Regions from separate parts of the Mus musculus genome. Here all the other regions are linked to region 2. Evidence: chromatin contacts called from public HiChIP or PLAC-seq data. All regions are on one chromosome and are shown on one strand. The core of a region is the stretch at or near the end of the contact, and the rest is flanking DNA. Distances in the headings are between cores, read along the strand shown.

Region 1 (7,696 bases), core at 1,890-4,389, 350 kb after region 2:
CTGAAAGATAAAAGCCTACCTGAAAATTAGAATAAGCAGTAGTTGGCATGGGCTAGCTGTGTTTGTGGCACTGGAAGGGAGCTCAGGGATTAATGGCAGCTGCTCTCATCCTGATACATATGTTCAAGGAAAACGCCCTTCGCATCAGCTTCATGCATACATGAGCGTCAATTAGGGATGTCTATGCAAGAGAAATGTGTACTGATAAAATCAGCTGTTGCCCATGTCTGAATCACATTAAAAATTGACATACATTACAAGGTCAAATCAGGTGTACTTATGCCTATATGTTTTACATATGCATATCACCCATTTGTCAGCATTTTCATGGGTTACTGAATTTTTATTGAATTGGACTTTATAAATTAGCTAATTGAACTTGTCAAAGGGAAGACGATGAATTAAGAAAATATCCTATAGTATTCAGCTAGTCACCACAAAACTGGAAGAAAAACAACACAACAAGCCAGCTCTCTTTTCAGCTCTAGGTGGCAAGACTGCTGGGAAAGTGGCTGGTAGGGACCTTGGGTCCCAGGGTATGTTCCTGAGAGTTCATGAAGGCACATAATGTCTCCGCTTCCTTACACAATGAAAGAGAAAAATGGATCCGTCTGTCTCCCCTCTCTGAGACCTTGCTGAGCATTGTTTATGAGATGCTTTCTTTGCTGCAGCATGTCATTGGTTGCAGTTGGCTCACCTTTGATACTATGCAGAATTCTGCCACATTCGGTTTCTCTGTGCTGTTGATAGACATTGGTCTTGGGTAGTGTTATCAATGTGCTTGTGTGGTTTTTGTTTGTTTGTTTTTTGTTGGTTTTATTTTTTTTGATGAACGCACACATATTTATGATGGATATCCGTCTGTCTGTCTATCTATCTATCTATCTATCTATCTATCTATCTATCTATCTATCTTTCTTTCTTTCTTTCTTTCTATCTATCTATCTATCTATCTATCTATCTATCTATCTATCTATCTATCTATCTATCTCTGAGTAAGATTGCTGGGCTGTGGAACATGGATGCACATGTATGCATTCTTGTTCAATAGAATATACACATATTTTAAATACATCGTCATATGTGTACATGATGCCTGCTTCTAACAATTTGAGCACTTAAAAAATGAGTTGTGTCTTTTTAATAGGCTAGCTCACAAGAAAGCATTTTCCTTTTGCCAGGAAACAATAGCAGAGTAAGTGTGACCTCAGTGCACCTGGAGGCTCATCCAGTCCGTGCTAGTCTTCAGCTGTTTAGGGACATTGTGTTGACCAGTCACAGAATTTCTGAGTTTACAGCTGTACGTCTATACTATGAAAATAGAAGCAAATTACTTCTGAGGTTACTTCTGTCTACAGCTTTGAAACTAAAAGTGTCCTGACAGAAGATTGCAAAAGAATTTGTAAATATCTGCAATCTCTGAAGGAATATAACTTCCCAGCAAGGATTTTTGGATATTTGAGGTATTCAGTTAGCAAGTCTGACTTCTGGTAAGAAGTTAATTAATGTGGCACTCTGTTAAAATAATGATTGTTCTACTAACATTGCTAGAAGTTTTACATCATATTCAAAATTGATCAAAAACAAAACCCACAGTAAATTCAAATACTTTGGCAACTTACAATTTAATCTCCCCACAAGTGTGTGTTTTGTGTTAAATGCCTAATGAGTTAGATGTGTGCTTTCTTACAAGTCTCACTCTTCAGTTCTGCACGTGTACCCCATTGTGACCTTTTCTGACATCTAACAGGTCGGTTGCCAAGTTGAAAAGTCATGAGCTGCTGTTTCATAGGGAAATAGCAACCAGTTGCTAGCAGGGCATACTTAATTTGGGTGTGGTGGAGCTGACTTTGACATTTTTCTTTCAGCTCTTTCTCTGAACTTGTGTTTGTACCTAACTGGATTCCACGACTGTGGAAGTACACCAGAGCTCTGCTGGACACTTGGGAACCCACCCAGGGCTTGCCTGTGCCCAGGACTGGCACTGGTGGATAGAACGGGCATCGGAGAGTCTTCTGTGAGGCTGAATCTCTCCTCAGTTAAGGCACACATTCTTCCCCTGCAGCCTCTAGCCTTGTTCTTGCAGCATGAAAGCATTCTGTAGTGACAAAGAGATTATAGGTCCCATGCTCACGTGTTTGATGGAGAAATAAACAGGACTCCTGTGTCACTTTCCCTTATTTCCATTGTTGAGCATTTGAGAGTCCTGTAAATAAAAGCATCTGGACCCAGTGGTTTATAGAAGACTTCACCAGTTGCTTTATATTCCTAGCTGTGCTTCCTGCACGGCTGACTGGCGGAGGCTTAGTTAGTTTTACCCTTGATTTATTGCTCTAAGCTAGCTCTACCAAGAATGTCTTCCTGCCTTTCACATTCTCTCTTTTAGCTGTAAAATGGACTGGCACCTCCCTTAGGATTTCTTAGCAGCTGATTTCAAATTCTGCTACTCTCTTGTCTCTTTTGACTCTTGTGTGTCCCCCACTCCACCATAGGCTACACTAACGTCTTTCTCTTGATTATTGTCCTCCGGACAAAGTACGGTAGCAGAGCTTGATTGACATTTTCCCAGGACATTTGTTGGAAGGGGTAAGCAGGGACAGGGGAACTTGCCAAGTTCCCTTTATTACTAAGCTAGAAGGAATATAATAGTGGGAACAGTCAAGTCTAGGAAAGAAAGTAGGTGTGCATTTACAGGTGACAGTTTTCATGTATCATTGCCACATGTCACTTGTTTTCCTTCTTTGGCAAGGCTAAGGTTAGGAACAGCCATACTGGGTGGATCCCTTGCACTTAGGCATCTGAAATGGTAATGGAAAGTGATGGAGCTGATTGAGAATTTGCTCCTTCCTCAGAAAGCTGTAGGTGAGCCACAGGAACCCCAGAGCAGGAATGCATGCCCTCTGCCAGTCGGAGAGAAGCTAGACATTTCCCAGTCCTTTCTCTGACATCCCACAATGGTATTTTATCAGAAGGTTCTGAAGTATCACCCAGCAGAGACTTACAGGATTAAACTGGGGTGTGGTGATTTGGGGATCAGCCATCTGATGCTGGTATTTACAAAAGTAAAAAGTACAGACTGTCCCAGGACAAGGCCTTCAAGTCCTGTGGTGAGTCTCTCTGGCGATTGAGCAAGAGGGGTGACAAATGAAAGTTCTGTAAGCCTTGCCCTTGAAGTCCCAAGTTGAAACTAACACACTGTAGAACAACCGTGTTACCGCCCACGGGTGATGTGATTGGGCTTCTAGCCTGCTGGCCGTGTCACCAAGGGGCTGATAGCTGTGGAGTGAAGGAGGGCCAAATGAAACCTCTCACATATCTTCAGGGTCTTAGACCTGAGGCTACTTTATATGCAGTCTTACAAGAAGAATGATAGAAAATGAAAGATTTAAGTGAAAATTGTAAATTCTTTTGACTTCCTGTCTAACCAGTGATTTTTCCGATGTCAGACTTATCGTATTAAATCCGCGCCCTGACTTAGTAGCTTTGAGGTGGGGCCTCAGACTCTGCATGTCTGTAGCTCTGAACTGCTGGGGATATTGCTGGCCTGGGCACCCAGTGTTGAGCAGTATTGTCAGACATTTATTGAAGCAATATCCACACTGCAGTGTTTAGCGTCCCTTCTTTCTCCCTTGGTGTACAATGGTTTCTAAATGATGACATATGTCATTCTCTGTGGTAAGCATTAGTTGTCTTATTGGAAGAACACTGATGAAGCTCGACCTTGGTGAGGAAAATTTAGATGCAACAAGCACACTTCCTGTCCTTTCTGGTTGCACACTAGTGCAGGCGCATGCCAGCACTACACTTCCATACAAGACAATCAACAGCCGTCTAGAAATTGGAGTTTTGTGCTATAGAGTGACACAAGAACTGTATATAGGAGACACAAAACTCTTAGTGAAACACTACAATACTCAGCTACATTCTGTTTTTTAAAGAACAATCTAGACCATAACTTAGAGAGTTAGGCTGGGTGTGTACTTGAGAGCTTAGAAGACATTCCCTGCCTGGAGCCTCTCCAAGGGTACGTGATAGGCTGCTCTTGTGTGTTTGCACTTGATTGTGTTCAGCCGAGTATTCTATTTTCAGTCATGAAGAAAAGGATTTCTTCACCACACTAGATGTTTGTCTGTTGACTCATAACTGGAACTGAGAGAATTACTGTGGTATCTGAAATGAAGACACATCTTTTCAGAAGTATATTGGGAATGGGGTGGTGGTGGTGTTATCTCAGGCTCTTTAAGATGGTGATAACACCTTGGGCTGAACGTCTTCAAGGCAGAACACCTGCTCTGTGTGCCTCTCTCTGTGTGTTACTGTTTTCATCTGCTTGCTTTCTTGGTCTGTTAACTGTAGAATGAGTTCTAGCAGAGACACGGAGGTTTGCTTTGTGTTCCCCCTCAAAATCCATCTACAATCTAAAACTTTAGAAAGCTTCTTCAACAAAGTTGGTAGGTGTGCATAAAGATCCAAGGGTTCCTTGTCATTAAGGTCTTAGTTGTGAAACAATGGATGGAAGTAATTTCTGCAAGTCCCTTCTTAGCCCCTGACCATGCACGCCTCACTGCTGGAATCCCAGTGACATTTGCAGATGATGCTCCAAGCTACTGTTGGGTGAGAAGATGGACAGGCCTGGGTGGAGAGATGACTTTATTTCTGTTGTGTGGTCTTCCTGCTTTACCAGCCTTGTCCCTTCATGCCTGTCACTTCTGCTCCAAAACCTGCTGTATCCTCAGCCTCATCTACTCCTGCAAGCTTTTTCTCTTTGCTGAACTGTCAGCTTTCATGTGTCATGTTCTCCCTCTCTTCTGCCTTCCTAACCCTGTCAGAAAGGCTTCAGGGCGCAGCAGGCTCTCCTTGACCTCCTGTAGTCCAGAAGCACCCTAACTGCAGCCCAGTGAGTCGGAGTTGTATGTTTTGCTCTCCCAGTAGTTATTAGACTGTAGATCAGTCAGCAGGGAGACTGGTAGCTTTCACCCTCTGTGGCAGTGGTGTAGAGTAGAAACAGGCTCCAGCAAGTTCTCAACGAATATCTATTGAATGAATAAAGGGATCCAGGGTGAGTGGCCTTCCATGTTCATAGATCACAATTTCTAAGCATGGTTCACCAGTCTGAATGTACAGAGAACTGACATTTTTCTAAGGTAAGATTTTAGACAAGGAAGCATAAGCCTGTGTTGAGGTGGGGAGAATATTTATTATTTATTATTACTATTACATTTAATATTTCCTCATAGTCTAGTCTCTGTTCCTCTCCCGTTCTGCCACCCTCCAACAGTTCCTCATCTCATTCCTCCTCGCCCATCTCCAAGACGATGTCCCCACACCCCCACATTCCCCCACACCCCACCAGGTCTCCTCATTTCCTGGGTCCCCAAATCTCTCAAGGGCTAGGCATGTCTTCCCTTACTGAGGCCAGACCAGGCAGTTCTCCGCTGTATATGTGTCAGGGGCATTGGGCCAGCTAGTGTATGCTGCCTGGTTGGTGGCTCAGTATCTGAGAGATACTGATTAGTTGAGACTGCTGGTCTTCCTATGGGGTAAACTTCCTCCTCGGAGTCTTCCAGCCTTTCTCTAATTCAACCACAGGGGTCCCAGTCTTCAGACCATCGATTGGGTGCAAGTATTTTCCTCTCGCTCAAGTCAGCTACTTGTTGGGCCTCTCAAAGGGCTGCCATGCTTAGCTTCCATCTGTAATCACACCACAGCATCAGTAATAGTGTCAGGCCCCGGAGCTGACCCCTGGGATAGGTCCATACTTGGACCCGTCACTGGACTTCCTTCTCTCCAGTCTCCTCTCCATTTTTGTCCCTGTAGTTCTCCAAGACAGGGACAACCCTAGGTCAGAGTTCCTGACTTTGGGATGGCAACCCCATCCCTCCAATTGATGCCCTGTTCTTTTTACTGGAGGTGAACCTCACAAGTTCCCTCTTCCCATTGTTGGGGAGGTGGGAGGTGGGGAGACCCTCTAGAATGTACCAGAGACCTGGGAGGTGAGAGACTCTCAAGGCTCAAAGGGAGGGAGCTGGGATATGAAACTATTAACTAGTGCTCTGTTAAATCTGTTAAGCCCTTATCTCTGTGTAGTACTTGGAGCTTTCACCCCTCTCCTTTAGTATTAAAATCTATAAGAAATAGTTAAGTATGGCATACCTACCCAAGATACACACACACACACACACACACACACACACACACACATATGTGTGTGTGTGTAATATATAATTGGTATATGATCTTTTCATATTTCTAAGTTTTAATTGAAAGATTAAAGTTTTTTTCTCAATATGCTGATTTTCTTGTTTCTGTTAAATTTTTTTTTTTTTCATTATGATATGAGAATTTTACTGATGTGTTAAACTTATATTTCTTTTTTTTTCCATTTTTTATTAGGTATTTCGCTCATTTACATTTGCAATGCTATACCAAAAGTCCCCCATAGCCACCCACCCCCTCTCCCCTACCCACCCACTCCCCTTTTATGGCCCTGGCGTTCCCCTGTACTGGGGCATATAAAGTTTGCGTGTCCAATGGGCCTCTCTTTCCAGTGATGGCCAACTAGGCCATCTTTTGATGCATATGCAGCTAGAGTCAAGAGCTCCGGGGTACTGGTTAGTTCATAATGTTGTTCCACCTATAGGGTTGCAGATCCCTTTAGCTTCTTTGGTACTTTCTCTAGCTCCTTCATTGGGGGCCATGTGATCCATCCAATAGCCGACTGTGAGCATCCACTTCTATGTTTGCTAGGCCCAGGCATACTCTGACAAGAGACAATTTGCAAATTCATCTGGAATAACAAAAAACCTAGGATAGCAAAAACTCTTCTCAAGGATAAAAGAACCTCTGGTGGAATCACCATGCCTGACCTAAAGCTTTACTACAGGGCAAATGTGATAAAAGCTGCATGGTACTGGTATAGAGACAGACAAGTAGACCAATGGAATAGAATTGAAGACCCAGAAATGAACCCACACACCTATGGTCACTTGATCTTCGACAAGGGAGCTAAAACCATCCAGTGGAAGAAAGACAGCATTTTCAACAATTGGTGCTGGCACAACTGGTTGTTATCATGTAGAAGAATGCGAATCGATCCATACTTATCTCCTTGTACTAAGGTCAAATCTAAGTGGATCAAGGAACTTCACATAAAACCAGAGACACTGAAACTTATAGAGGAGAAAGTGGGGAAAAGCCTTGAAGATATGGGTACAGGGGAAAAATTCCTGAACAGAACAGCAATGGCTTGCTCTGTAAGATCGAGAATTGACAAATGGGACCTAATGAAACTCCAAAGTTTCTGCAAGGCAAAAGACACCGTCAATAAGACAAAAAGACCACCAACAGATTGGGAAAGGATCTTTACCTATCCTAAATCAGATAGGGGACTAATATCCAACATATATAAAGAACTCAAGAAGGTGGACTTCAGAAAATCAAATAACCCCATTAAAAAATGGGGCTCAGAACTGAACAAAGAATTCTCACCTGAAGAATACCGAATGGCAGAGAAGCACCTGAAAAAATGCTCAACATCCTTAATCATCAGGGAAATGCAAATCAAAACAACCCTGAGATTCCACCTCACACCAGTCAGAATGGCTAAGATCAAAAATTCAGGTGACAGCAGATGCTGGCGTGGATGTGGAGAAAGAGGAACACTCCTCCATTGTTGGTGGGATTGCAGGCTTGTACA
Region 2 (7,901 bases), core at 5,237-7,736:
ATTCTCTCCTCACCTGTAAGATTTCTACAGAGAAGAAAACTGTTAGTCAGTTTGGAAGTCCAAAATGTGACATGGGCATTTGTATTGTACCTATGTAATGCTCTTTTCTGCAGTGTAGTTGCTTTATGATCAAACCCATTTCAAGTTGTTTGGGTCTCTGGACCCAAATGTTGATTTTTATTTTTTCTCAAAAATTAGGAGACTATTATCTGTTATTCACTTGAATATATTTTCCTTTAAAAAACAAGATTTATTTATTTATTATTGTAAGTACACTGTAGCTGTCTTCAGACACTCCAGAAGAGGGAGTCAAATCTCATTACAGATGGTTGTGAGCCACCATGTGGTTGCTGGGACTTGAATTCAGGACCTTTAGAAGAGCAGTCGGTACTCTTAACTGCTGAACCATCGCTCCAGCCCCTAAATGTATTTATTTTCTATGTTTTTTTTCTACTCTCTGCATTCTGGAGCATCCACAATATGAATTTATTTTTCATTTTTCATGTGACTGATATTTTACAATATTTGTTTTCAGGCTCAGAAATATTCATTCTCTCTCTCTCTCTCTCTCTCTTTGAGTCAGGGTTCACTATGTAGCCTAGTTGGCTTAGGTAACTATGTAGTACAAGCTGGCTTCAAAGTCAAGAAAAAACAAAACAAAAAACAAAACAAACAAACAAACAAACAAACAAAATCTTCCTCTTCCTCCAGAATGCTAATATTAAAGATGTATGCCACCAGGCCTGGCTCTAGTCTAATTTTTGAAGCACTTAGCTTTTTGGAAGCTCCTAGTTATACTGTTTTGTTTAACATACTTCATTTTTTCACCTAAAAGATTTTTGCTTCATTCTTTTATATTATAAAATTCTTTGCTGGATTTCTCATTTAAATTATTTTCCTTAGGAATGTAGTTAAGAAGTCTTTATCATGTTACACATATCCTTCCTTTGGAATCTGTTGCTAAAAATGTTTTGTACCTTTGGAAGCATAACATTACCTTGATTTGTCACATTTTTGTGATCTGTTCACTTTGCCATCTTTTATAATGTGGCTTTCCTAGTGAGAAGCTGTTTATGGAAATTTCACGTTAAACATATGTGACGATTAAACTCATTTAATTATATCTCCTTAATAAACACACAGCTCAGTTATAATAGCTTACCTTTCTTCAGCTACATTCACTGTTACAATTTTATTTCAAGGCAAAAATGGAAAACCTTACTATAGTGACTGATAGGATAGCTTATCTATAGGGCAAAGGTTTGCTGCAGTGGCCACTCCTTCCAGTAATAGTTCCATAATATCAAGTGACTGCAGCCATTGTCTTACCCTAGCTCTCTAAATTAGTTCTCTTGCTCTTGCAAAGATCCTTCTAAGTAGAATTATTTAACAAAATTGACTTCTTGAAGCATTCAGATTGATTTATTTCACCTGCAATCTAAACTATGAATTATAAGCCATCATCACCCACAAATCTCTTTGGAAACTAAACTATGCTCTATACTTTTACAACTCTCCACACTATTTGACAGCCAATTAGAACTGATTACATTGAAAAAAAAATACTTTAGAGATATTTCTCTAACAACATCTTAAAGATTCCAAGACAGATGGTGAAATTTAAATCTTACACAAAAGTGATTTGTTTGACCTTCAAGTTAAATTTGTTGTTGTTGTTGTTGTCGTTGTTGTTGTTGCTGCTGCTGCTATTGTTTGTCAATTCCTCAAGGCTGTGGAAAAGACAGTGTCACAGGATTCCCACCCCTAAAGCAAATCACATGGTTTGTTTGTATAATTTCACTCTATGCTCCTCCTTTGGGTAATGTTCTCCCTGCCTAGGTTAATGACTCCATGATAATTAGAATCAGCAGTGGTCTGGCAGGTTAGGATATTAGCCCAAAAACTTAGGATACCCAAGATATAAGATACAATTTGTTAAACGCATGAAACTCAAGAAGAACGAAGACCAAAGTGTGGACGCTGTGCCCCTTCTTAGAATTGGGAACAAAACACCCATGGAAAGAGTTACAGAGATAAAGTTTGGAGCTGTGACGAAAGGATGGACCATCTAAAGACTGCCATATGCAGGGATCCATCCCATAATCAGCTTCCAAACGCTGACACCATTGCATACACTAGCAAGATTTTGCTGAAAGGACCCATATATAGCTGTCTTTTGTGAGGCTCTGCCTGGGCCTAGCAAACACAGAAGTGGATGCTCACAGTCAGCTATTGGATGGATCACAGGGCCCCCAATGGAGGAGCTAGAGAAAGTATCCAAGGAGCTAAAGGGATCTGCAACCCTATAGGTGGAACAACATTATGAACTAACCAGTACCCCAGAGCTCTAGACTTTAGCTGCATATGTATCAAAAGATGGCCTAGTCGGCCATCACTGGAAAGAGAGGCCCATTGAACTTGCAAACCTTATATGCCCCAGTACAGGGGAACGCCAGGGCCAAAAAGTGGGAGTGGGTGGGTAGGAGAGTCGGGGGGGGGGGGGGGGAGTGTATTGGGGACTTTTTGGATAGCATTGGAAATGTAAATGAAAAAAATACCTAATAAAAAAAATTAATTCTAAAAACAAAAAAAAAAAAAAAAGAAGGCATTCCTCACCAAAATGGTAAGGCTTCAGGAAAGCCCTTAAGGCTTTGGAAATGAACTCAGAAAACATAAGTTCAAGAATACATAAATCAGTGTAAGAGCTTTCCTTTACAGGATTTCTCAACTATGCAAAATATAAGTGTGCAATATGAATTGCTTGAAGGGCTTCATGGGCCTAAAAGAACGGAGGCAGATGCACTAAAGGGCCAGCTTCTCAGAAAGACATTAAGGAATGAGATAAAGAGATTTAAGGAGTCTTGATCTCAGGGCAAGTTCCCACCCAGCTAAGTTTATTGTTTGTGCTTACAAAGGTAATCAGATTTCTGAGTTCAAGGTCAGCCTGGGACAGTCAAGTAAGCCCAGATAGGGTTGGAGAGGTGACCTCAGGATGGGACCCACCCAACTAGCTTATTTTTGTGCTTATAAAGGCAGACAGATCTCTGAATTCAATTTCTATCTAAAAAAAAAAAAAAATACTTGTTGTCTTTTCTAAGAATCTAGGGGCTAAGGTCGTAAAATCCTGATTCATGGAATAATCAAAAGGGACCCTGGGTAAACAATTGAATTGATATGTAATTAAAAGACCAGACTTTGGTATGCAAGAGATGAGATATCTTAAGAGCTATTATCATTATTCTTTTGGAATTTGTCTGGCAGGCTTTCTGACTTTGGTCTGGAAAATCCAAGAATTCTTTTTAGTGGTTTTTCTGACTTTGGTTGAAAAATTCAACAGCTGTTTTAAGCAGAGAGCTGTCTCAAGAAGAGAGCTTTCTCAAGCAGAGAAAAGAACTATCAAGAGGGCTATCTACAAGCTGTCAGCTTGAACCCCATCACTGACTTCAAATCATTTCTTCTGCTGCTCCCAAATACCTCTTCCTCAGGAACCCGCCTCCCCCACCCCACCACCAAGCCAAAGTTGTTCCTTGGCGATTGCTGTTATTGTGTTGTTAATTGATGACTTAAAATTTGAGTGTTTCATAATTCAAATAAGATCTCAGTCATAACTCCATATTCATTATGGTATTAGTAAATGTTCAACGGGAGCTGAGTTATACAGCCATGGCACTCTAGGAAGCCAGGCACATACACCTTGCCTTGTTCAGTTACTTGGTTGCTTGTCTGATCCTGCAGTTATCATTCTGTAGTAGTCTCACATCATAGAGTTCATATGCATGCTCCTTTACTGGTACAGAAGCCTGAAAATATCATATACTTTGTAATAGTTTTCATGTGACCATGTATTACATATCGCCTAACTTGGAAGAAGTCAGCAAGAAATGGTTATAATTACAATAAGAACAGATCTGAGTCTGTGTAGTAGCATGTTGGCATTCTCAAGTTTACTGAACCTATTTCATCCCCTGAAAATTTGCCATGGGTTTCCTGTGAGGATCAAATTAGATTAACAAGCATTATAGTCAAAGAACAGCCATATATATATATAAAAAAATTAAATATATATATATATATATATATATATATATATATATATATATTTAATTTTTTTTATTTTTTACATTCCAGATTTTTTCCCCATACCTCCTCTTCACTCCCATGTCTCCACAAGGATATTCCTATCCCTCTGCCCCCTACCCTACTAAACTTCTAAACTCCCTGGGGCCTTCAATCTCTTGAGGGTTAGGTGCATCTTCTCTGACTGAACCTAGACCCTGCAATTCTCTGATGTGTGTTTGTAGGGAGCCTCATATCAGCTGGTGTATGCTGCCTGATTGGTAGTCCAGTGTTTGAGAGATCTCAGGGGTCCAGGTTAATTGAGACTGCTGGTCTTCCTAGAGGGTCACCCTCCTCCTGAGATTCTTTCACCCTTCCTTAATTTGACAACATGGGTCAGCTGATTCTGATCATTGGTTGGGTACAAATACCTGCACCTGACTCTTTCAGAAGCTTGTTGAGTCTTTTGGAGGGCAGTCATGATAGGTCCCTTTTTGTGAGAGTTCCACAGTCTCAGTAATAGTGTCAGACCTTGGGACTTCCCCTTGAGCTGGATCCCACTTTGGGCCTGTCACTGGACATTCTTTTCCTCAGGCTCCTCTCCTTTTCCACCTCTACAGTTCTTTCAGAAAATTGGAAATAGATCTACTTGTAGACCCAGAAATACCACTCTTGGAAATACACCCAAAAGATGTCCCACCATGCCACAGGGACACATAGTCCACTATGTTCACAGTGGTCTTGTTTGTGATAGGCAGAAGCTGGAAACAACCTAGATGTCCCATGACAGAAGAATGGATACAGAAAATTTGGTTCATTTACACAATGGGAATACTACTCAGCTATTAAGAATGAGGGCATCCTGAATTTTGCAGGCAAATGGATGGAACTAGAAAATATCATCCTGAGTGAGGTAACTGAGACCCAAAAGGACATGTATTATATGTACTCACTAATAAGTGGATATTAGCCAAAAAAAAAAAGTACAGCATACCCAGGGCAGCCTTTTAAAACATAGTTTAATTCTCTGATTTCATTTATGATTTGTATCCAAATGATGTCATTTGACTTTTATGACTGTAACTATAAATTATTCTTATGATCTTGTAAGGTAAATTATAGATAGATAGATAGATAGATAGATAGATAGATAGATAGAATGATATAACCATAAATATATGTGTATACATGTGTGCATTTGAATATACATATAAAATAGAAATTCAAGATTGAATATTTTCATGTTTATCTATAAATTAGTAAGTCTATGATGTTTATGAATTATTATTTATAAATACTCAGTTTAAGAAAATAGCACTTAGGTCTAATATGTCCTATGCTTTTTTCCTTTTCTAAATAATAACTAGATGCATCAATAATCAACCAAGATTAATGGCCCACAATCTATACCTATGCAATTCTAACATCAAGTGCCTCTGCTCTACCCTCAACTACATCTTCATTATTAATTGAACAACGGGAAAAATACTTAAATAAATTAGCACTTATGAAGGACCTACTAAGTGCTAGTCAAAATCCAGTTATAATGAAGCCCTTTGGTTTTTTGCACATGACAAAATATTTGTTCTTTAGTAAAGCAGTCATCACATCAAAAAGTGATCCTAGCATTTTACAATACTATAAATTGGTGATGATCTCCCATAAATGTGATAAATTTATCTTGAAGCTTTTAGTTGGTCTCCAGTAAAATAATATTTGCTTATCATTAGTGGTCCCAAGAGGATTGTTCAAGATGCAATTTCTCCACTGTGTCTATTCTGTTCCAAATTTGTTGTTACATCTGATAGCCTCCAAAATAGAACCATCTTACTGGCAGAAGATACTCACCACGTCTTGCCAGTAATTATGAGACACTCTGCACATATGATTTCTCCAAAGCAATATTCCTTTGGGTGGTGTCATTCAAAGATCTTCAAAATGTGTAGTTTCATATTTTCTAGATTACTCCAAAACTATCAAGCAGAATTTTAGTACATGGAATTGATGTACTGTATACTCCTTATCTACGGGCAATATGTTGCAAGATTCCAGTATTATCCAAAACTGTAAATATTACCAGATACTACTACTCATAATGTCTTTTTCTGTAACCTAATATCTATAATAAGGATTAGTATTTAGATGTAGTAAGTGAGTAATAGTAATTAATAAAAGTGACATTGAATAGTTACAACAGTAATCTCTGTTAACAGATATGTGATATTCTCTCTCTCTCTCTCTCTCTCTCTCTCTCTCTCTCTCTCTCTCTCTCTTTCTCTCTCTCTTCAGTAGTGCTACAACATACAGGTGGGCTATACCAAGTACATCATAGTCATTTGAACCTGAGCCTTGTGAAACCACAGTGGTCAACCTGCCACCCAAGACAGCTACTTAGTGACTAACAGGGAAGATGTTTGTAAAGTGTGAATTTGAACAAAGACCTGGTGCAGGCCCTTGGCTAGTGGAGCAAAATGGTATAAGATTTCATCATGCTAGTTAGAACCACACAGAATTCAAAACTCACAAAATATATCTAGAACTTGACATTTATCACTTTTAAACCATGGTTGACCTCAGAAAACCAAAATTGTGGAGGAAACCATGAATAAGTGATGAATAAACAGACTTATGATGACAGACTCAGAATAGGAAGATGAAAAAAAAATAGAAGAGAATACAGAAGAAAAAGGAGATTCCTGCCCAGGAGTCTGGTTGAAGTCTGTCACAAGCTAGGAATAAAACTTCCAGCACAATTAACAAACACTGCTGTGATTTTGTCTATGGGAAATATAGTATCTCATTTATAGAAAGATAGTTCTAGTGGGAATATTAAAATATTAATTAACCATGCTTTTGGCCAGAGAGTATATTATCAAGTATAGACTTTCCTCTTTCACAAACCATAAGCCTACAATTTTGTTACAACCTCACAAGCAACATAAACTCCATTTACATTAGAAGGCATGTGTTAGCCCCCCCTCCATGTTTGTGAACCCTCCTTTAACAAATGCTCCCCAGAAATCACCCAATAACTTATTTACAAAACAAAGAACAGCAACAAAAATTAGTTCTTTCAGAAATCCTTTAAACAATGTGACTTCAGAAGCCACCCAAAACACCAACATTATGTATATGGCTCTTAAAACATTTATGTATGACTCTTAGGTGTGTATTTTCTTAAGTATGTATTAATCCATATGCTTAAATCTATATTAAACTTTCTTCCTAATAAATTTCAACTCTGCTTCCTATTGACTTATCCTGAAATTCTTTTTTTTTTAACCTCAGTCAAGAATCTCACTCCCCCTGAGTAGAAGTCTCTAAAATGAAGTTTACAGGTAGCATGAGGATATAACAATGTCTTCTGCTCCCCCAGCTGCTGATGTTATACTGTGAATACATACCATGTGATCTTGATCTCTCAAGGTCACAGAATGTACTTACACAGTAAGCAGGATGGAATTTCTAATGGTTTTGTTTGTTTGTTTTAATTTCCACTTTGACACCTTGCATATGAGAAAGATCTCACACAAACATAGTTAGAAGTGTTCTATAGTTTGTTGAACTATTTCAAGCATTGACACAGTTCTAGAGAAACTCACCAGGGTTATTGCTTTTTGCCTTTTCACATTGATACTTCCTAGTAGTAATTCTCACAACTGCTTCTTACCATTATAGGTAGAACAATAATATGAACTAATCAGTAGCCCCCCCCCCTCCAGAGCTCGTGTCTCTAGCTGCATATGTATCAGAAGATGGCCTAGTCGTCCATCATTGGAAAGAGAGGCCCATTGGTCTTGCAAACTTTATATACCTTAGTACAGGGGAACGCCAGGGCCAAGAAA
Region 3 (6,887 bases), core at 1,938-4,437, 310 kb after region 2:
TTATTAGGTATTTTCCTCATTTACATTTCCAATGCTATCCCAAAAGTTCCCCATACCCTCCCCCCCCACTCCCCTACCCACCCACTCCCACTTTTTGGCCCTGGCGTTCCCCTGTACTGGGGCATCTAAAGTTTGCAAGTCCAATGGGCCTCTCTTTCCAGTGTTGGCCGACTAGGCCATCTTTTGATACATATGCAGCTAGCCGGTAGTGGTGGTGCATGCCGGTAGGATTTGCTGAAGGAGGCAGAGGCAGGAGGATCACGAGTTCGAGGCCAGCCTGTGCTACAGTTTTATATTCTTTTAATCATTATATAATATGAACCTGTGTTTCAACCCAAATAACTGACTTGCTGGATAAGGAAGATCAATGTTCGGTGTATTAGAAGTGAAGTGATATTGCTCATCTTCGTTATCAGTCCCTGTACAGCAGAGATCTGCTTCAGGCTACCTAGATCCCTTTTCCCGCTGGAGGGTCAGTGTTGGCTGGAGGTCTCAGGACAGGAGCTGTGTGTATGTGCGTCCTCATGGGATGGCACTTGGTTTCTCTGAGTCTATAACTGCAGGCATGAGCCAGGTTGATGTCACATGCCTTTTCCAGCCTTTCTTACCGAAGGACTCATTGGAACTATGTGCTCACTTAAGGACCATGAAAATTGCTCTTTTCTCATCTTCATGAAATTACTGTTAATAATGCCCATCAGCTGGCTGTTCAGAGCAGTGTGCTCTGTGTACCAAGACTGTCTCTAGCCATTCTCACAGTCCCAAATAGGCTTCTTGAAAACTATTTTTCCCCACCTGTTTTGTAGACCCCTGAGTTTGGGGGGAATGTTGCTGGACACCTAAACTTTTTTATTTTCATTTTTTATTTAATCTCTGTAAGCAAGGTATCATTTTAGTTTAAGGAAATAGAAGATTTACCTGAGTAACTTAGCCCCTCATTCCTTTGGTCACCTTAATCCTCTTACGATTTAAATGGTATGTGGAACTTCCAGAATTTTATCACCTGAGATCTGAATGTCTATAGATAGTTACAAGAAATGTGTGCTGTTTCTGACCTCTGGCATGACTTTAGAGCTCCCTGCCAGTGAAATCAACCTCATAAAACTTCCAGGGAGCATTGACTTGAATAGAATCCTGAATGCTTTCAGGGCTCTCTGCAGTTTACTGTGCCCTTGTGCTGCTCACTAGAGGAAGAGGGGTCCCACCCAGTCATGTCAACTAACACTTGACAAGAAGCCTGCTCCCCTGCAAGCCCTCTGAGAATGTTCCCTGGCAGAGATGAATTCAGACCCCCTTCCCCTCCTCCTCCACACCAGCCACATGGTTCTCTTCTTATGCCTTTCTTTTATTCTCCCTCTTCCTTTCTTTCTTCTCCCCTCTGAAGTTTCTCTTTCCTGCTTCTGGGTGAAGCGCCTACCCTCCCTCATGCTCACCTCCAGGGCTTCAGTGTTCTCTGACCAATCTGAGCAGACTGTCTTGTGTTCCTTTGACACATGTAGCCCTTATCAAGGACTGTCATGTGACGGTCAGCCCTGTGTCATCACATATTGCTGTCATGCTAAGTACCTACTGCTGTCATATTAAGTGGTGATAAGTGGTGGCATTACAAATATTGAGAAAAGTTTAATTCAGTTTTTTTTTCTCCCCTTCCGATCAAAGAGAACATCGATGGATTAAAGGAAAATGAGAAAGCCCTTGAGAGTGAGCAAGGTTCCAAGGAAGGAATAGCCTTCAATTAATTTAAAGGCAAAAGTCACTTCTGTGTATTTCCACATAGTATTCAAAACAGTGTTCAGACTTGGCAGATACATATAATAGTTGCTATTTCTCCCAATTTCCATATTATTATTTGAAAATCTTGATTTAATCTAGATAAAGAGCTTCTATTGCTTGGAAAGAGGTAAAAGGTAAAATTTCACATTGGAAACTAGCAAAAAGTCTAAAGTCGGTCATTTAGAACTTGTGGATAAACAATGCCACCTTCCTGAGATTTGGCAGCCGGGGCCAGTTCCGGGGCCAGTTATTTTAAAAGAAAGGCACGTGGGTAAATAGATTAATATCACTGCTGTTTATTGCAGAGTAGTCACAATTCAGGGCGCTGTCTTAACTGTGTGTCTATCTTTAGTGAAGTAACGTTTGTGGAAAAGTTAGAGGTGGTTACACACAGCGCCTCTGCCTGCTCCTGCATGCCCCGTGCGCATGCGCAGTGAGCATTCACAGCTCTCCCACTCAGTGGCTGGCTCTCTGAACCCCTGCGAGCTGTTTTCACTTCCTTTAAATTCTTATATTAACATTTCCTTAAAGACTTTTTGTTTCTGTTCTGTGCTGCGCTCATGACCCTAAATATACCAGCTTACAACAACTGGGGAATCCTCCAAATGTGCGCTTTCGACATGAATAACGTGGTTTTGTTTGGTCTGCATTATTGACAAAGGTCCTTGATCATAACTCGTGGTTCGCCTTGACAGAACATGGTTGGTCTTCCCTGCTCCAGATCCCCCTTAGAGTAGCAGGCATCGTGTTCTGGAAACTATCCTGCATTGCTGTTGATAGAATTTCTTGATGTGTAGGATATGATGTGAGAATTCCGTTAGATGTTCGGGAAAGTTCTCTTGTACCTTCTTAGTGTCTCTTTCCCCTTTATTCCTTTTAAAAGGCATTCTTGGAGGCTTGGCTCTGGCATTCTTGCTAACTATGCCTACCCCCTCCTTTTCTTCTGTATAAGCAAAGTGGCTTTGAGGAACATCTGAGACGTTTTCAATGTGTAAACAGCCTTTTAAAGAAATAGCTGCTGTGTTCTCCCATCACAAGCTGACTTGTAACACTTGAAAGACAAACAGAGGCCTGTGTGTTCTCTGTTATTGTTGCACCCCCTCACATAGCTGTCTGCGTTTGTCAGCAGTTTGTTTTGACTCATAATGCCAGGGAGGGGGTGGCTTGGTGTGTTTTTGTCAGTTATGCAGTGTAGGATGTCAGTTATCTCAAAGTTACCATTATGTTTGGCTGCTGTCCCTCTATGTAAAGAAAGCCTCAGCATTGGTTCCTGTTTCTCAGGCCAGTGTTGGGTTTTGAAACTTGCCCTTAAAATAAATGCCAAACTGTTTTTCTCATCTTGTAACCCTGGAGGTCAGAGGCTGGCTCTCTTGTTTCATTATTGTCTCGGTGACGTGTTTGTGGTATTTCCCCAGACTGGTTTGAGAACCTACCTGAACTGCCCTTTTCAAGTTCCCGTTGCTCTTCTAGAGTTGGGGATCTTGTGTATTCCAACAAGGTTGGAAACACTCCCAAATCAACATTTCATTTTGAAAGCGGTACTTTCAGACCCAGATGACTCTCCTACATTAATTCGTATGGGGACATCAACGGTTGTTGTACTTGACAGAGGCAGGGACCCTGGGCTTGACAGGGACGCCATTCTTCAAGAGAAAGTGTCCCAGGTAGCCTCTCCTAACATTCTTCCCATTTCCTTAGAACACTGACGCTCCCCCAGTTTTAGGCAAACTGTCATCTTTCCCAGCCAAGACCACCAACCTTAGGAAGTAGCAGGAGCTTTGGAGGTGAAACACAAAGGCAAATGCTATTGATCTTAGGCCACCAAGATTCTCATTGGATTTGAGTCAGTACAGATGTCTGCTGGCTCCGATGACTGCCCGCCATGTAAAGTGTCTGGCTGCCACCTCTGCTGTGTGTATGGCTTCATCCTAACAGCAAGTGCATACGCGTTTACTGCAGCCTGTCTCTTATGGGGGATTAAAATAGCCAGAAGGCCTGAATACCTAGCATTTTTATCTAGTATTTCAGCGATGGCGAGTTCATGGGGTGAGGGGTGAGACTGTGTTTGCTGTCCCGCCTCTCAAGCCATGACCTTTAACGAGGGGTTATTTTAGAAAGTTCCCAATTCACTGCGGGTCACTGGAGCTTGGGCAGAAGTGGGGATGCACGGCATTTTCATAGATCACCCAGCGGCTTCTCTACCTGAGCTGGAACTCATGGATTGTAAAGATTTCAAGCATTTGCCCTGAGTCTCTGTGTGCCTCCGAGTATTATCCATTTGCCAAAGGCTAAGCTGTGTTCACCACACCCCTCTCTTGTCATTCCTTAGTGTGGTGTGGATCCAGTTCACGCTCGCTGCTCCAGTCCTGACAGCTAACTGTGAGGCCTCTTCTGAATAGTCAGTGCCTAGGATTTAAGCTTTATTTTGTGTTTGTGGGAGCATCCTAGCTGATAGTTTAGACGTTGAACTCCGTCTTACACCTTTGATGTCCTACTTTGTTGAGGGGTGTTCAAGTCAGAAGGTTTCACAGATAAGATCTTGGAACCCAGCTGGGGGTCAGGAAAGACTGCTTGTGAGGAAATACTTTGGATCTAATGTTAACACTCCTGTCGGGGCATGGATTGGACTCAGGTAGAGAAGTGTACCACAGGAGACATTTAAGGACGTAGAGAAGCACTCCTAAGTTGGAGTCACGTGAGAACATGTTTTGTTGGGTTCTGAGTGTTCGATGGCTAAGCACTGTAGGGAATGGGAGACTGGGTGTACTGTAGGGAATGGGAGACTGGGTGCACTGTAGGGAATGGGAGACTGGGTGCACTGTAGGGAATGGGAGACTGGGTGCACTGTAGGGAATGGGAGACTGGGTGCACTGTAGGGAATGGGAGACCGGGTGCACTGTAGGGAATGGGAGACCGGGTGCACTGTAGGGAATGGGAGACCGGGTGCACTGTAGGGAATGGGAGACCAGGTGCACTGTAGGGAATGGTAGACTGGGTGCACTGTAGGGAATGGGAGACTGGGTGCACTGTAGGGAATGGGAGACTGGGTGCACTGTAGGGAATGGGAGACTGGGTGCACTGTAGGGAATGGTAGACTGGGTGCACTGTAGGGAATGGGAGACTGGGTGCACTGTAGGGAATGGTAGACTGGGTGCACTGTAGGGAATGGGAGACTGGGTGCACTGTAGGGAATGGTAGACTGGGTGCACTGTAGGGAATGGGAGACTGGGTGCACTGTAGGGAATGGGAGACTGGGTGCACTGTAGGGAATGGGAGACCGGGGCTTTGGATCAGGCTTTCCTTGTCCCTTCCTCCAGCCTTGATCATGGTCTTGTAAGTGGCAGACGTTTGCCTCCCGCCTGCCTGTACCTTGAGCTGCCCTTTATCTGTTCTAGTTAGCATGAGGTTGGGTGATACTGGCTTGCATGTTTGTATTTCACATGTTTCACCTTATTTGATGCACTCGTGTGAATCAACTTTGGATAAAGTTTGACTGGCAAATCTTGTGAAGGTACTTTATCGTGCCATGAATTAACTTTTTATTACAGCATGGAGAATATCTTTGGGAAAAAAAATACTTTAATAAGAGAAAAGGTTGCTTCTGCCTGTCCCAGAAGCTGTTAGAATTGGGAACAAAACACCCATGGCCTTACAGAGACAAAGTTTGGAGCTGAGACAAAAGGATGGACCATCTAGAGACTGCCATACCCAGGGGTCCATCCCATAATCAGCCTCCAAACACAGACACCATTGCATACGCCAGCAAGATTTTGCTGAAAGGACCCAGATATGGCTGTCTCTTGTGAGGCTATGCTGGGGCCTGGCAAACACAGAAGTGGATGCTCACAGTCAGCTATTGGATGGAACACAGGGCCCCCAATGGAGGAGCTAGAGAAAGTACCCAAGGAGCAAAAGGGGTCTGCAACCCTATAGGTGGAACAACAATATGAACTAACTAGTACCCCGGAGCTCTTGACTCTAGCTGCATATGTATCAGAAGATGGTCTAGTCGGCCATCATTGGGAAGAGAGGCCCCTTGGTCTTGCAAACTTTATATGCCTCTCAGTACAGGGGAATGCCAGGGCCAAGAGGTGGGAGTGGGTGGGTAGGGGAGTGGGTGGGAGGGCATGGGGGACTTTTGGGATGGCATTTGAAATATAAATGAAGAAAATACCTAATTAAAAAAAAAAGAAAAGGTTGATTTAGCTCTTGGTTTTGGAAAGTCATGGACATTGTCTTTGAAGTCACACAGTTCTAGTGAGGAGCTTGTGAATGGCAATAGGGGAGGCAGACATTAGTCTGAATTCCAGTCCTGAGTAGCAACAGAGAGAATGGCCATCACCAGTTGTGTTCTTCTTGGGAAAGTCCTTCATGACAACTTAATGGCCACCCTGTAAGCTACCTCATGCTCTAGTGGCCTATAGTTCATCCACTGTGAGCCACCTCTCAAGCTTTCAGGTTTTTTCAGCCCCTCCCACTACTGAGCTCTCATCAGACAGACCCTTAGTGGACTCTCAGGCCACAGGGAAAGCACACCGTGTGGTTTCAGCGCTGTGTTGGTTGGGGTAGACACGTGGCCTCACATTATAGCTGCAGGTGACTTTAGCTGTCAGTACCACAGGGGTTTATGTCTTATTTGGATGTCCTACTGTCTCTTTGTCCCTGAAAATACAAAGTCAGAGACTGTACCTTTTTATAGACTTTACCGGCAAACATATCAGAGTCTGTTTCTCTCATTTCTTCATTGGAGAAACACCTCCGGGACGGGTGGGGGAATGTTTTTAAACTAGTTTTCATCTCTTTTGTGATGCTTTGTAAGGCGGAAATTGTAACAGTATTACCAACACTTCCTGTGACAAAAAGAAAACAGTACAGGCCTTGGTAGTGCTGAGTTAATGGAAAGTATTATCTCCAGGGGAGAATAGTTTCCGCCAGGAAGGATTGCTTCCTCTAGGAGACGGAGTCCAAGGATCAGAGCATGTGGCCTGCAAACAGACAGCCTTATTAGGTAATTGTAGAGGACTGTCTGGGAGGTGGTCCACCGTGGTTCATGGGGTCGTTAACGTTGCTGCCATAGCCAGTGCTGAGTTCTTAGGGTTTCAGCAGTAGGACTG
Region 4 (7,817 bases), core at 2,705-5,204, 430 kb before region 2:
TTAATGACAAATCTGAGGACATATGAAGACAGAAATATTAAATGCTGTATTACTGTTTCTACCACAATTACATTTTACTTTTAGAGATGTTACCTTATTTAAAAAAATGACATTTCATATTAATAACTGCCATAAAAGAGAATAAAATATATAGAGAGATAAAATATAGGCTGCAGTATTTTTACTAGCATGGGTTAGAAAGTATGTAGGCTGAGAACCTATTTTAAAAAAAAGAAATTTAGGGTGGCTATGGAAGAGTAGAAATTAAGGTAGAGATAATAACAGAAAAAAAACATTTGAGAAGAATCTTTTAAGTATGAAATGAAGTAATCAGTTATGTGGTAGGGTTTGTAGGGTAGGGGTTGTTGACCAAAGATAAAAGTCCCATTTATGACCCTACTGAATGATGATATTATAAAGTAAGTAAAAGTTGGGGAAATACAGAAACTGAAATAAGATGTCAGTAATCAGGTCTTAGTCACCAAATGAATTGATGTTAAAATAATCATTAAGGTTACTATTTACTGAGTATTTCCTACTCTTGTTCTAGGTACAGATAGGTTTCCTACTGTCACATTCCCCTACACTGAGATATGGCATCATGGTTTTCTTTAGCCAGTGGTCATGAACACAAGTGCTGTGTGCTTTTTTCACATGTGTGGTGTTTAGAATCGAGCTATGAAGTCATCATGCTGAAATGAAATGCAGAAAACTCATATTGAGCATTTGCCAAGTAAACATGCCCCATGTTAAGCTAGGGTGAGCTGGCAATTCTTAACTTGCATTGACCTAAAACATCCTAAGCTATACATGTTGCCTGATGTTCCTGGTTACACAATGACCACACCGGGCCCATTTAGCTTGGGTGAATTCATTCACTTATTACTGAGACCTTATTTCATGGCTAGATTCAGAATCTTAAGAAGTGCTGCATTTTCAGGCATTGGAGATTGGCTTCATCCAGAAAAACTCTTTGGATACTTATTAGAACATGAAGGCATTCTTTGCAATTACAAAGCAGAATAGAGCAGTAGCTGTCCCTCAGGAGATTTGAAGCCCATGTCAGTAATTAGTATTAGACATATCTTTAAGAGCCACTGCAGTCACTCTTAAATAGCACTTATCTTATTGGAATCTGAAATACTAGGTAGACAGAAGAGCTAACACTTTCTAGGAAAGGGCAGAAAAACACTCCACTGGGACTGGAAAATGAGAGATATGGTGGACTATTCAGCCTGAGAGTGGTGTGTATGGAATTAAACCAATTTGTGGGTGCTGGGTGGGTGACAATGCAAAAACTGCTCCCGAGGTTTGTAGTTAACTGTAACCCATACTGTCCCTCTTGTTTCTTTCTTACTCAGAGCTATGCAGATCTGAAGCTGAATGTGCGACATAGCAGGAAGTATTATTGTCATCAAGGGTTACAGGCTGTGTGTTTCTGCCCTGAACTATAGGAAACCCAGTATCTGGCTGGCAAACGTCTGCATGGGCACTCACTGGTCATTATCACGAGGACCAATTTTCATCTATTATTATTGCTGTTACAATGTTTCTTCCTCAGTTAGCTGCAGTTACGCCTCCAGTGTTTTTGAATGTTATTGCTTAATCTTTACTTTTTTATGAATTTAGAAATTACAAGAGAAATCAATGGAAAAGAAAGCGGTTTAGCCACTAGGTGAGGTTAGTGTCTACTTGGCCTTCTTGAGAACCACTTTTAAAACGTATAAGCTTCCACCACATACACAAATAAATTTGTACTTTGGAGAAAAGGACTTTATTCAGCATTGTTTGTGAATTGTGATACCCTCTCTTTCAACATTGCGTGCACACCATTCTCAAACAAAAACATTCTCAAACAAAAATTTCTGTGCAGTTGGTCACCATGATACTGTGGAGGGAAGAGGGGGGATAGCCTAATACTATGTTCACAAAAAAAATATGAAGCATATTTGTTCTCTAAACATTTTTGTTACTGCTGAAATATTGGAGCCACACGCTAATTTTTCCTTCCATAATAACCTCCTATAAAGTACTAGAAACTTCCAGCACTTGGTTCTTTAGAAAATGGGTACTAACAAGGTAACAAGGTTGTATTTGTTCTGTGTTGTTTTGTTGTATCTTTTAATTGTTGAGGATGCTAATCTGAAGAATGGGAAAGCATCTTCTACCCCTGGGGATGAGGCTGTTCTTAGACTGAATTTAGACTAATCAAACGCTAGAGCCAATAGCTTGTCAGAAATGCCAAGTATGCTTAGGTACTCCGATTGCCTTATATCCCCTAAATCTCTATAGTCTATGTCATACCTTAAGGTCTGCTTTTCAAATCATTAGCCAGAAAAGATTAACGAGACAAAATGTTTTAGATAGGTCCTCACCAAAATTTGTTATGGAAATATAAAAGAATACTACAGAATTCATTGTATATCATAATAATTGGACAACTTTTATTGATTTTCCTCTTGAATGGTTTCATAAATGTGTGCAATACATTCAGTTTTCCCCGTTAACACACGAGATTCAGGGAGATTGACTGATTCGTCTGTCCAGATCTACTGAAGTTGAAGCGGCTTTCCTCTATGGGCTATGCTATGATCGATTCATAATTCTCACAGATGAACTACAGTACCAGCCTAGGAAACAGTGGCCCAAGAAAGAAAAAAACACTCTAAGGAAAATTGTGATGATGAAGAGTGAAACATTTGGGAAAGAATATTCAAGTTTTCTGAAACAGAAACAGCTGGTGACATGGTTATAATATGTTATGTGAAAGTGCATAAAGGGCTCACTTACCAAAGGTAGCTAGAAGTCAAAACATACTAGATACTTCCACTGCCACCTCTAGCTATAAATTGCCTATGAGTATGGTGACCTCTGCTTTTAGGTCACCTGGAGTTGATATTTTCCATTCCTTGGGAAACACTTCCCTAAACACCTCTATTTTAGTTTGGGAGAGAGTTCCAGAAAATCACTCTGTACATCAATTCAGTCTCCCTCTTTGTCACCTGCCCTCTATAAACAACTTCCTGTTTCATATCATATCATCGCTGACTGTTATCATTGTTTGTCAAAAAAACAAAACAAAACAAAAACCAGATTTTCCTGTTTTCTCATGAGTTTAACAATCCTTCACTATGACATTTGATTCATGTCACTGTGGTCCTTGTAACTTACACTCTGAGGTCTATTTGCCATTGCTGATCCAAGTGGTGATGACTCTCAGGGAATCTGTACGATCCCTGATGGCAGACCTGAGTACAAAGGTAAATGCTGAGGATGCTCGTGCAGAGTAGAAATACCCTTCCCTTAGGTCTCTGGGACATCAGGAAAGATGTTTTACCTTTAAAGATGTACTGTTAACAGCCTCCATTCAGCTTGGACAGGACCAGCTTCCACTGTCAGAGTGTTCTCAAGCTGATGGTTTTGCCTATTTATTTATGCTTCCGGACAAAAAGAATAGATCCATAGATGTTTAGCGATTGAATTAATCATTCCATTAATGAAAACAGTTCACATTCACGTTTATTTCAAGACAATTACACACACACACACACACACACACACACACACACACACACACACAGGCCCAGATACAGAGAATGCACTTGCATCTATATTACACTTGCTTATATATAGGGAGGAGAAAGAGGAGGAGGAAGAAGAGAAGGAGGAGGAGGTTTTAAAAAATCATACTTCTTATTCTCATGTCCCTCGATAGTTTCATTAAATTGTACTATTTACAACTATAGCATGCCTAAAATATCACTTGAAAGATGTAGTATTTTGTTTTCCTCCAAACTGACGAGGAAACCAGAAGCTCTCTGGTTCCCCAGATATATTGGAGAAAATCACATTTCTTTATAACAAATGATTCTAGCAACAGAATCAGCAAACTCCAACGGTACTTAGATGTTGCTTTTTCCATACACTAGGGGGCACTCGTGATTTATTCAACGCTACTCTTAGACTTTTATTAAAAATTCAGTGTTGCCAGCAACTTTTTACCTTTGAATGGGCAGGATGGAGTAACAACCAAATGTTCAAAAGATTGCGTTTAAGCAGAGAATGGTTAAAATATAGTCTCTGTAGCACCCAGAAGGAGAGAAGTGTCTATTGTCTACCTTTTTAGGTTAATACTATTCCCATCCTGAAGTTGTACTGAGTTCAAAGTTATTACTGTGTTACAGCAGATTCGGGCTGAAATTTGTTAAAGAAGAGATAGGTGATTAAACACCACATTTGTATGTACAGTTTTTCCTGTTGACTCTTATTTTATTTTTCTTTCTTTCTTTCTTTCTTTTTTTTGGGGGGGGGGCGGGAGCTTCTGTAGAAGGACAGGGTTTTTAATGATCAAAAACACGTGTATGTAGGCTACTAGAAGAAACTAATCGGGCTCTATTCATTTAGATTTAACGAGGTGGGATAAAAAGAAGTTATAACACAAGGGCAGAACAAATACCCAAGACCTTCATCAGCAAAGTTCAAAATATTAGAGAAGAAGCCCTAATTATGTGTATAATGTGTGCTCTGAAGCTTTGACAGAGGAGGGCGAAATTAACAGCAAAGGCAGAACCCACAGAAGGAAATGGAAAGAAGCTCCAATGTTTGCTGTGAAGGCTTGAAACCAAAGAAGCTACCAATTAAAAGCACTGACAGTAATTCCATGAGGTGTGACTAAGATAGCTGAAGCAACACTAACCAGAGGTCATAGTACAATCTACTTTGCGTGTATGTTTTTTTCATCATCGGTTGTTTTTAAAAATGTGTTTCACACTTCCCTAAAGCTTAGCATTAGTTTAAAGGAAGGAAGACTACTTAAAATTTTTTTCTTTTACTCATTTAATCTTCAATCAGGTTTTCCTGCCACCCAAATGAAGCTGTTGATTCTATCTTCATGGAGCCAAGAGTGATGACTGTCTCCTGTACTTCAGGGAACACTGCCTAATAGTGGACAAGGTCAGTTGTACTTTTTGCTTTTGTGACCCCTTAAAGAAAATGAGTCACAGTAGCCTTGCAAACCTGCCTGATCTGTACCACATGCTCTCAGCTGTCACTAGTAAAGCAAAGGCGAGCTGCAGATTAGACAGACACACAGCCATATTTAGCAGACACACAGCCGTGCTAGGCTGAGTGCTTGTGGGAGATAATAACTACTCACGGCAGCGCTGCCTCCAGGTTTGTCTCCTCCTGAATCCCATGCCACCTTCTTGCTCTCTTCTAAATTAGTTTCTCCTAAGCCCAATAAGCCTCCTTTGACCTGAAGTCATTCCTTTTGCTATCTGGTTTCTACTCCTACCCAGATGACTAGATTACTTGCTGACTTCAGGCCTTTTCCTGTCAGCTTCAGGAGATAGTGGCTGTTCAATGACAGGAATGTTTATAACTGTTTGTACACATCTCCTAACCTGGAAAGAAGGATGTAGCAGCTTACATAATAGAAATTTAGAAATGTATGTATATATATATATATATATATATATATATATATATATATACACACACACACACACACATATAAAGATTTATATGTTAAAGCTATACATATGTATATATAATAAAGCTGGTTATCTATATCTATCTATATCTGTAACTGTACCTATATCTACTTGCAAACAAATTAATAACTGAAGAATGGCTTGATAGAATCAAATAGTATTAAAATTTTGAGTTATTAAGTATTTACTGCTTTCCTGTCTCCATCTGCACCTGGGAGCTAAGGCAATTCCACAACCCTCTGTACACAGGCCCTCCAGGAGAGAGCTGGTCTCCCAGGAGTGAGAGCACTCCTGTGATCAGACGTGAGATCTCTGCTTTCTCTCCAATAATTGTCCAAAGTGGGATGAGCCAGCAGTGCACAGGGCACAGGAACAGTGGAACAGCTGAGACACGATCCTTCCATACTCCATCTGCACGCAGGAGCTAAGGTTATTCCACAGCCCTCGATACCCAAACACTGTCCAGGAGAGAGTTGGTCTTGCCAGGAGTGCTGACACAGGCTTAAAGGCCCACAGGAAGGACAAGCTACAGTCAGAGACAGCAAGACCAACTAACACCAGAGATAACCAAATGGTGAAAGGCAAGAGCAAGAACCTTACCAACAGAAAACAAGGCTACTTGGCATCATCAGAACCAGTTCTCCCACCACAGCCAGTCCTGGATAACACAACACACTGGAAAAGCAAGATTTTAATTAAAAAATCACATATCATAATGCTAATAGAAGACTTTGGGAAGTACATAAATAACTTCCTTAAAGAAATGCAGGAGAACGCAGGTAAACACGTAGATGCCCTTAAAGAGGAAGCACAAAAATCCCTCGAAGGAATTACAGGAAAACACAACCAAACAGGTGAAGAAACTAAACAAAACAATCTAGGATCTAAAAATGGAAATAGAAAAAAAAATAAAGAAATCACAAAGGGAGACAATCCTGGAGATAGAAAACCTAGGAAAGAGACCAGGAGTCATAGATGTAAGCATCACCAACAGAATACAAGAGATCAAAGAGAGAATCTTATGCAGACGATACCATAGAAAACATTGACACAACCGTCAAATAAAATGCAAAAATGCAAAAAGGTTCTAACCCAAAACATCCAGGAAATCCAGGATATAATAGAATAGGAAGACCAAACCATATAGGTATAGAAGAAAGGAAAGATTCCCAATTTAAAGAGCCAGTAAATATCTTCAACAAAATTATAGAAGAAAACTTTCTTAACCTAAAGTAAGAGATGCCCATAATCATATAAGAAGCCTAAAGAACTCCAAATAAACTGGACCAGAAAAGAAATTCCTACTGTCACGTGATAATTAAGACACCAAATGAACAAAACAAAGAAAGAATTTTAAAAGCAGTAAGGGAAAATGGTCAAGTAACATATAAAAGCAGATCTATCAGAATTACACCTGACTTCTCCCCAGAGACTATGAAAGCCAGAAGATCCTGGAAAAATGTCATAAAGACCCTAAAAGAACACAAATGCCAGCCCAGACTACTATACTGAGGCTGGTCTTCAATAACAACAACAACAACAAAAAAAAAAAAAAAAAACAATAGAAAGCACACATACATGTGGAAGCTGAACAACACTCTACTCAATAATAACTTGGTCAAAGAAGAAATAAAGGAAGAAATTAAAGATTTTCTAGAGTTTAATTAAAATGAAGACACAACACACCCAAACTTGTGGGACATAATGAAAGCAGTGCCTAAGAGGAAAAATCTTAGCTCTGAGTGTATCCAAAAGGAAACTGGAGAGAGCATACATGAGCCACTTGACAGCACATCTAAAAGCTCTAGAACTAAAAGAAGCAAATTCACCCAGGAGGAGTAGATGTCAAGAAATAACCAAACTCAGGGCTGAAATCAATCAAGTAGAAACAGTAGAACTATACAAAGAATCAACCAAACCAGGAGTTGGTTCTTTGAGAAAATCAACAAGACAGATAAATCCTTACCCAGACTAACCAGAGAGCACAGAAAAAATAATCCAAATTAACAAAATCAGAAATGAAAAGGGAGACATAACAACAGAAACTGAGAAAATCTAAAAAAAAAAAAAAAATCATCAGATCCTACTACAAAAGCCTATACTCAACAAAAAGGATGAAATGGACAATTTTCTAGACAGAGACCAGGTATCAAAGTTAAGTCAGTGTCAGAAAAACCAAAAGAAATAGAAGCAGTCATTAATAGTTTCCCAACCCAAAAAAGCCCAGAACCAGAGTTCTATCAGACCTTCAAAGAAGGCCTAATACCAATTCTCTTCAAACTATTCCACAAACTAGATACAGAAGTAACACTACTGAGTTCATTC

Evidence for each region. HiChIP or PLAC-seq counts read pairs in DNA pulled down with a chosen protein or histone mark.
Region 1: a contact with region 2 is called in a BATF HiChIP or PLAC-seq map of CD8 T cells, with 6 read pairs. The contact joins two enhancer-like sites. A contact is called at or near these places in 1 of 39 promoter capture datasets (hippocampal neurons) and 2 of 115 datasets of contacts at active chromatin or transcription factors (CD8 T cells and heart atrium).
Region 3: a BATF HiChIP or PLAC-seq map of CD8 T cells shows a contact between it and region 2, with 6 read pairs. The contact joins two enhancer-like sites. A contact is called at or near these places in 2 of 115 datasets of contacts at active chromatin or transcription factors (CD8 T cells and regulatory T cell precursor).
Region 4: a contact with region 2 is called in a CTCF HiChIP or PLAC-seq map of CD8 T cells, with 6 read pairs. The contact joins two enhancer-like sites. A contact is called at or near these places in 1 of 15 datasets of contacts at CTCF or cohesin (CD8 T cells) and 1 of 115 datasets of contacts at active chromatin or transcription factors (differentiating embryonic stem cells).

The regions. Positions count from the first base shown.
Region 1 is chr16:52,091,747-52,099,442 of GRCm38.p6, forward strand. The region is part of intron 3 of Cblb (Casitas B-lineage lymphoma b); the gene reads left to right. Among named protein-coding and RNA genes, the nearest start is that of Gm23513, 9.6 kb to the right of the region's middle. Within about 2 kb of position 3,140, at least 113 of the 459 cell types and tissues checked have an H3K27ac peak or open chromatin away from gene starts, as enhancers often do. A contact at or near this core is called in CD8 T cells, where this site is marked.
Region 2 is chr16:51,740,800-51,748,700 of GRCm38.p6, forward strand. LOC115488687 (a small nuclear RNA gene) reads left to right here and starts at 3,228; the gene lies at 3,228-3,290. Within about 2 kb of position 6,487, at least 4 of the 459 cell types and tissues checked have an H3K27ac peak or open chromatin away from gene starts, as enhancers often do. A contact at or near this core is called in CD8 T cells, where this site is marked.
Region 3 is chr16:52,058,229-52,065,115 of GRCm38.p6, forward strand. The region is part of intron 3 of Cblb (Casitas B-lineage lymphoma b); the gene reads left to right. Among named protein-coding and RNA genes, the nearest start is that of Cblb, 30 kb to the left of the region's middle. Within about 2 kb of position 3,188, at least 228 of the 459 cell types and tissues checked have an H3K27ac peak or open chromatin away from gene starts, as enhancers often do. A contact at or near this core is called in CD8 T cells, where this site is marked.
Region 4 is chr16:51,311,812-51,319,628 of GRCm38.p6, forward strand. No RefSeq gene overlaps it. Among named protein-coding and RNA genes, the nearest start is that of Gm32431, 260 kb to the left of the region's middle. Within about 2 kb of position 3,955, at least 8 of the 459 cell types and tissues checked have an H3K27ac peak or open chromatin away from gene starts, as enhancers often do. A contact at or near this core is called in CD8 T cells, where this site is marked.